Linked DNA regions of Gossypium hirsutum: region 2 is linked to region 1. The links are chromatin contacts, called in public Hi-C maps. All regions are on one chromosome and are shown on one strand. Each heading gives the region's core, a stretch centred on a gene start, on an enhancer-like site or on the middle of the called end of the contact. The rest is flanking DNA. Distances are from core to core; before and after follow the strand shown.

Region 1 (4,140 bases), core at 407-2,906:
ATATATTTATTTTAATTTAATGTCCTTTATAGTCATTTTCTACTACTATTTTGTGATTAAATCTAAACACATATCTCATCACTATTTTTAATTTCACCAATGTAGTATTTCATCTCACTGTGTCAATAACTAATCTAATCGCTACTATTATTTTTAATCTCTCTGAATTCAATCTCACCGCCCATCCAAAAGAAACCTCAAGTTTTGAAGTTGGCGAGAGGGAGAGGTTTGTGGGTTTGATGCACAGTGCTCAACAATGGCCCTTTTAGTGATATGGTTTTGTTGGTCTCTTGGGCTAATTGGGCTCATATAAGTTAAACAGTTTGGGCTTTGCTAAATGTTTGGATGTCTAATATGTCTTTGCGGGCAAGGCATCCAACTTTGGATAGTTGCAACCCAAAAATTAGGGTAAATTCTATAATCAGTCACTTAATTATTAGTACTTTTTTGGTCATTTAGTTTTAAATTTTTTAAATTTTTTTGTATTAGTTACTAATGTTATCCAAATTTAATATTTTGGTTACTCCTCCGTTAAACCACTAATGGAATAACATAATAACAAATTTAGGCCTTCAATGTTTATAAAGTCTATCAGTTTGATCCTAATTCTAAAAAATATTAATAAATTTAACCCTCAATTTTACACATTCTGTCAATTTAATCTTGATTCTTAAAATTTAAAAATAAAAAAAAATATTTAGAAGTTATTTTTAGGATAAAATTATTATTTTAATAAATAAATGTGATGTTAGAAAATGAAAAGAATATATTTATAATTTTGTATGTATTTTTTATAAAGTTTTATTGAAAAATGAATTTTTATTTATAAATTGGATTTTGATATTTATGCGATTACTATTTACAGCTTTGAGAAGCAAGATTGTGATTGTTAGTGAAACCCATATAAGGAGAGTGAGAAGGATAATGCTGAAATGAAAAAATTGCTAAAAGAAAGCGGGTATTTCGTGATTATAATAAATCCATCCAAAAACAACTATTCCACACAATGTTTCTCATTTCTTTACTTTAAGGTTGATATTCCTCCATTTCCATACTTCTTTTCTATTTTCAAAATGGTTTGGTAACAAGCAATACAAAGTTTCTCTGCAAAGCATATGTGCCCATTAATAAGCAAACTCAGACTTACAAAGAAATGCTACAAAATGCTTAGAAGTAAGCTTTTCTGTATTAGATTTTTAATCAATAAACAATGCTAAAAAGCATTCCACTAAAAATTTTGGTTAATTCTGATTGAATTCCGAAAACCAGAATGCTAAATATTTACTTTAAAATATAATATATCATTTTATAAAGTAGAAAGGGGCATGCAACATGAGGTTAAAAAAAGTGCCTTCCTTAGCGGTAAAGCTTGGTGTTGTATGTAGGATTAGGTTGGTATATACCTTTCAATCTCAAATTTTTGAATCGTTTAAAAAAAATTGGATACCGGGAGTTTCTTTCAGCATTTTGCTTCCTTAGATTCACAACCTCAACCTCTACGCCTATCAATGGCACTGAAAGTCTCTTTCAGTATTTTGCTTACAAGCTTTGACATAAGGAGACTATGCAACTTTTACCTAATCAGCTTCATTCTCTTCTTCTTATATTCCTATAATTTTACCCCTTTCTTTTAAAGCTTATATAAATACTTGATACGTTCAACTTCATGTCTCACATCCATACAAGCACCGAAAAGTTTTAAAAGCTTTTAGCTCAGCTAGAATGGCTATCAATGGTGATTTCGTTTCCAAAACGACCCTTTTTCTGGTCGGTTTAATTGCATTCATTTCTTTTCCAGCAGAAGCTGCTGTAAGGAAGTACCAGTTTGATGTGAGTCAATCAAAAACTGAGCATTTTATATAATTTTTGTAATATTTCAGCTGTTTCACTTGATGATGTGTTTTTAAACAGATTCAAGTGAAGAATGTTAGCAGACTGTGCCATGCAAAGCCAATCGTAAAGGTAAACGGGAGGTTTCCAGGGCCTACAATCTATGCTAGAGAGGGAGACAGAGTTATTGTCAATGTTACAAACCATGCAAAATATAACATGTCCATTCACTGGTAAGATTTTTTATTAATATGCAGGAAAAAAAAATTGCAACAAGGTTTCTTATAATGTGTTGTTTGATGATCTGTTTAGGCATGGATTGAAGCAATATCGAAATGGTTGGGCGGATGGACCGGCTTACATAACACAATGTCCGATTAAGACAGGGAATAGCTACGCTTACGACTTCAATGTAACAGGGCAAAGAGGAACTTTATGGTGGCATGCACACATTCTTTGGCTAAGGGCTACGGTGTATGGAGCCATTGTCATCATGCCGAAACAAGGAATGCCATATCCGTTCCCGAAGCCGAACATGGAACAGCTTGTTGTTTTAGGTCGGTTCCAGGGTTGATGTTTTTTGATTGATAAACGAGTTCCTTTCTGTGATGATGATGAAAACTGTGTTCATGGTGCAGGGGAATGGTGGCACAAAGATGTTGAAGAGATTGTCAAGCAAGGAAATAACATGGGATTGCCACCAAACATGTCGGATGCACACACTATCAATGGGAAACCTGGACCTCTTTTTCCATGTTCTGAGAAACGTAAGTTGAAACTTTGAAGAAATTTTGTTGGAAAACATGTTCTGTTACATGATCCTGAATGTTTTCACTTTTCAGATACATTTGCAATGGAAGTCGAATCCGGGAAAACATACTTGCTAAGAATCATCAATGCTGCTCTCAACGACGAGCTTTTCTTCGCGATTGCCGGTCATAACATGACAGTAGTTGAGGTGGACGCAGTTTATACAAAACCGTTCGTCACTCAAGCGATACTGATTGCACCAGGGCAAACCACGAACGTTCTAATACAAGCCAACCAATCCCCTGGGAGATATTTCATGGCTGCTAGGCCTTTCATGGATGCTCCAATCCCTGTAGACAACAAAACCGCGACAGGGATATTCCAATACAAAGGAATCCCCAACACTGTTCTTCCTACACTTCCTCAGTTACCAGCTTCCAATGACACAGATTTCGCTTTGAGTTACAACAAAAAGCTCAAGAGCTTAAACTCTGCAAATTTTCCTGCAAATGTTCCCCTTAAAGTCGATCGAAAACTGTTCTACACGGTTGGTTTCGGCAAAGATTCTTGCCCGACATGCGTTAATGGGACAAGAATCTTAGCCTCGTTGAACAATATTTCTTTTGTGATGCCTAAAATTGGACTTCTCCAAGCTCATTACTTCAACATCAGTGGAGTTTTTACAACTGATTTCCCTGATAAACCTCCTAAGCCATTTAACTATACTGGTGCACCCTTAACAGCCAATCTTGGCACTGCACATGGGACAAGGCTTAGCAAAATAGCCTTCAATTCTACAGTTGAGCTAGTGCTACAAGACACTAATCTCCTTACTGTTGAGTCACATCCATTCCATCTCCATGGCTATAACTTCTTCGTGGTCGGAACCGGTATCGGAAACTTCGATCCTGTCAAAGATCCGGCAAAGTACAACTTAGTCGATCCTGTTGAAAGGAACACAGTTGGTGTTCCGACTGGAGGTTGGACCGCCATTCGGTTTAGAGCAGACAATCCAGGTACCATCACGAACTCAATTTGTTTTCATTATTGAATTTCTCGAGTTCAAGTAATATAAGTTCAAATTTCATTGGATTTTGCCGGGTTTAGGTGTTTGGTTTATGCATTGTCATTTGGAGCTCCATACTGGGTGGGGATTGAAAATGGCTTTTGTGGTTGAAGATGGAAAAGGAGCTGATCAATCAATTCTGCCTCCACCCAAGGATTTGCCTCCATGTTAAACTGTTAGAAAGAGCTTCTCAATGTTCAACAAACACCACCCAAGTTTGCTTATAAATGTATTTTCAAAAACCAAGTTTGTTTATAATATGTATTTCATGCTATATGTATGTTCTGCAAAAATTGCAGCACATATGAGGAATCAAATTTAAAGAAAAGAAAAAAGTAAAATTTCTAATTGTTTTTATATCCCAATTGTAATGGACTCCAAGAAAGTTTATTGTTTCAGTGATGTAGTTGAGTTGCAATGAATTATTGGAAAGGAAAATGAATATGTTAATATTTCTCTACTATATTATTTATGGCAGATTAAGCACTACGCAC
Region 2 (4,081 bases), core at 509-3,008, 260 kb before region 1:
GAAGTTGCCATTATCTTAAATTTAATAAATAATTTTAATAATATTAACTATTCTTAAAAGTTAACGTTAAATATTTTAGTTAAAAGTAAAATATCTAGAGTAATTAAAGGCATTAAAAAATTAAAATACTAAATTATCTCAAAAATTAGTTCTCAAAAAAATGAAATTTCATCATTATTATATAATATTAATAAAAATAAAAATAAAAATACATACATGTCAACATTTTAATTATAATAACATATCTAGGTTAACTATTCCATTATAGAAGATATATTAAATTTAAAATGTAAGAATAATATAAAGATCTCATTATTGTATAATCTCAATAAAAAAAGTAAAAGCTTGCGTATTTAAATACATGTACATAAACATTTTAATTAAAATGAAGTGTTTATACTAAAAGTTTGAGCTATAAAATAATGTCAAATATTAAAGACTAAAAAAATTAAATTTAAAAATAAAAATAAGATGACTAAATCTAACACGGTTAAAATTTTCAATTAAATCCTTTGATATGGATTTTTGAAACTTAAAAAATCACTTATTAATCATCTAACATAGCAATAAAAATAATGTGAAAAATAATAATTAATTTTTTTAATAAAAAAATCATTCGAAATCATCATTGAAATATATATTTTTCTATTAGAATAGTATTATTAAAAAAGTTTATATTAATATTTTGATTTAAATATTTAAAATTGGACCATTTTCTGGAAACCTAAAAAAAATGAAAAAGAGTTTGAAAAAAATTAAACTCGATCAAATCGAGCTGGGCTCATTTAGAAGTTAGTAAGTGAAATTATACCAAAATTAAAAAATAAAAATAAAACCTAAAATTTGAGCGAAACATAGAAATTAGAAGGATAGAGCTGAAATTTAACCATTAATTTATAACGTAAAAAGAGCAAAAAAAACAATAGACGGGTGATGGAGGAAGGCTTTAGGGCCTTCACAGATATAGCTAAAGATGTTTGTTTAGGAGAAAGTTTGGTAACAGCCTAAGCTGTGTAATAAGCATTACATATAAGAACTGCAGTAAAAAACTGAAGATAATAAACTAATGCCAGGTAAGGCGCACATGAAACAAAATGGAGGAGGGTACTTGTGAACATAATTGGGTTTTCCATCCATGAGTTAAGAGGAAGCGTGAGTTTGATTCCTGGCTTTCTCCTTCTCCTTCACTTCACTCCCCTGCGTCTTGTCATAAGCTTCATGCATTGCACCCACCCACAAATCAAATACAGTTCAATTAAAACAAGTTTTGCTTACTACTACCTAACCATTCTACTCTACTACTTACCTGGGTGACTTTCATGAACCTCCTTGTGTTTTTTATGTCAGATATACTCTCGTTCTCTCCATAAATCCCTCCAAACCCTTCTTCATCTGATCTCGTAGCATATCCCTCTCCGAATGACTCAGACATCACATCCCTTAACACATGAAACGAACAGTTTCAAAACCACTAGCAGTAGTAGTAGACATGGGAAGAAAAAGAGAAGCAACATCTTCATTAATATGATCTAACCCAGGTTTTTGTTCAGGCTTTTCGTCTTTCTGCTCCATGCTTTCCGGTTGCTTGGAACAACTTGTGATGATTGGCCTGAAGCTGATCACTGAACTTTTATGATGACTTAAAGAAGCTCGCAGAGATGGAGTGAAAACTGCTGGTGGCTGAGCTCGAACCGATCGGATGGCTTTCATTTCCGCCTGCCTTCTTTCGGGTTGTGAAATTATTGAACATTGTTTACTTAAAAAGACAATACTAGAAACCTTCTTTCTTGTTATGTTAAGACACGTGGAAAATGTTAATGGACAGGTGTGGAGTGTAGGAATGTATGTTCTGATGAATGTCCATGACCCAGATGGCACTCGAGGAGGGCCAATGAAATATATGGGTTTTACAGAAACCGCTGGTTGCCGACACTTTGGCCTCTAATATTTCGACAAGGAACGGTGTGAACCAAGCCTAATGGATGAAGTAGGCTATCTCGGACATTAATTAAAGGGAAAAAGGATTATGATAAACGAAATAAAAAATTAAGGGTAAAGGAAAGGTGAGTTTCGGTTTGTTGACGGAAACGAAAACGACAAGGCCCATTGTAAATTGAGAAGAAATTAAAGTGACTCATTGGTGCTCGAAAAAGAAAGCCCAATACATATGGTTTAGCTGGATGGAACTTAATGCCCAAATTAAACAAAACATTCACAAAACTTGGGTCTCATACACGGAGCTTCACTGCCGTGGAAAGGAAAATGTGACAATGAGGAAATGGCGAAGGACAAGGAGGGAGGGCCTCCTAACCCCTAAAAGTTTGGACTTACATTTGTTAGCATTAATGGAGGCCTTTGCTCTTGTAAATCAAAATTGATGCTAGGAATTCTTCCTTCATTACAGACAAGCCACTGTCATTGTAAATGCACTAGAGGATTGATATTGGTGGTTGGTGCCTTTTTAGGCTTTGCCTTTAAGCATGACCTTCGTTCTTTAGTGCTTGACTCTGTGTTCACTTTCATTGATCGGCAACTCCTTTGCCTTGCTTCTTTTGTATTATATTTTAACCTTGTAAATCAAAGTTGATACTAGGAATTCTTCCTTCATTAGAGACAAGCCACTGTCATTGTAAATGCACTAGAGGGTTGATACTGGTAGTTGACGCCTTTCAGGCTTTACCGTCAAGCATGGTCTCTATTCTCTAATACTAGCAATTCCTTAGTATCAATTCCTACAAACTTAGGGTATTACAGCAATAAAATTAAAGTCAATAGTGAGACATGTGTTTAGATTTAATCATTGCAGTGGTATCAAAATGAAATATAGTAAACTAAAATAACCATTAAAGATATTAGAATAATATTTACATGTAATGCAACTTATAACATATTTGAAAATTTAATAAATAACTAAAAATGTTAAAATTACAAAAATATAGGTACATTATTTATATATTTATTTAAATATTTTGATTAATTAATATATAAATATGTAAATTTATTTATTATATTAAAAAAATTAAATCAAAATAATTAAAAAAAACATTTAACTTGAAAATTTTGATAATAAGATATTATATATTAAGTTAATAAATGGTAAAGAAATACCAACAATGTTGTGAAGCTCCAGTGGAGTAAAAACAAGTCTGGTGCGATTGAAAGAGAATCATCTGCGACAATAAAATGCCAGAAAAAAGGACATGTCTGGAGCCTCAGCCACATGATGATAAAAGAGGGCCATTAATCCATTTTCCGTTGAATTTGTGGAGCAATATTGGTTCTAATATTCCATCTAGTTTTCATATTTCAATCTCAACAGTGAAGCAAAAAAGACTGAAATCCACAAGTTTATAAACTAAAACAGTGTATTCAAATGAGAGTGTAGTAGAAGAAAAATCAACAAGGTTATGAATTTATACTAATTAATACTCGGTAACAAGGTCAACCCTCAAGAAAACTGAAGCATATTGCTTCATACAACCACTTAAAAGAATGTCAAATTTTCTTTCAACCTCCCTTGCCAATTCAATCTGAAAATGGTTTCTTTTCTTCTTCAATGTTCCCTCTCTCTCTTGCTTTCATTTTATAGGCATATTGTTCTTTTTGTTGTATACAGAACTGTCAAATGTTACAGGTTCAAAGTGTATGGCAAATGACCATGGGCTTCAAGTATGGTTTTGTGAAGAAAAATGAACAATAAGTTGTACCATCTACTTCAAAAGAAGGTAGGCAACAGTCTTACTGACCAAGATCAATTTTGTCAATGTCTGAAATCGCCCCATTTGTTAAAACAGGTAATAAGCCATCCACGGGCAGCTCAAATGATGAATCAAACTACTTTCAGCGCTTAAAACGGATCACATGGACAAGGGTAATAGAAACTTTCTCTCTCTCTTCTTGACCACAGTCTGCCTACAACCTCTCAAGCGTATGGGAAGGAAAATAACAAGGCATATTGGGATACATGAAAGCCAGTAGTGCCTAAAATAAAGGGACAAGTAGGATAGTATGACTAACACACTAAATGCGAAGGCCCAAAAAGTAGCCACAGCTACATCAGCCCTGCATGAAGTGAACAGCA

What was found. Hi-C and Micro-C count contacts between places; a contact is called where the count stands out from the background.
Region 2: a contact with region 1 is called in a Hi-C map of leaf, with 2.2 times the contacts expected there. The contact joins the promoter of LOC107897533 here to the promoter of LOC107914267 in region 1. A contact is called at or near these places in 2 of 34 Hi-C or Micro-C datasets (both in leaf).

What each region holds. Positions count from the first base shown.
Region 1 is chrD10:12,262,265-12,266,404 of Gossypium_hirsutum_v2.1, reverse strand. It overlaps LOC107914267 (laccase-11), which reads left to right and starts at 1,656. Exons shown (of 6, transcript XM_016843132.2): 1 at 1,656-1,830; 2 at 1,912-2,063; 3 at 2,143-2,387; 4 at 2,469-2,597; 5 at 2,673-3,596; 6 at 3,688-4,044. The coding sequence starts at 1,723. The coding sequence ends at 3,818.
Region 2 is chrD10:12,522,872-12,526,952 of Gossypium_hirsutum_v2.1, reverse strand. LOC107897533 reads right to left here and starts at 1,758. Exons shown (of 3, transcript XM_016823019.2): 1 at 1,535-1,758; 2 at 1,307-1,439; 3 at 873-1,214. The coding sequence starts at 1,710. The coding sequence ends at 1,185.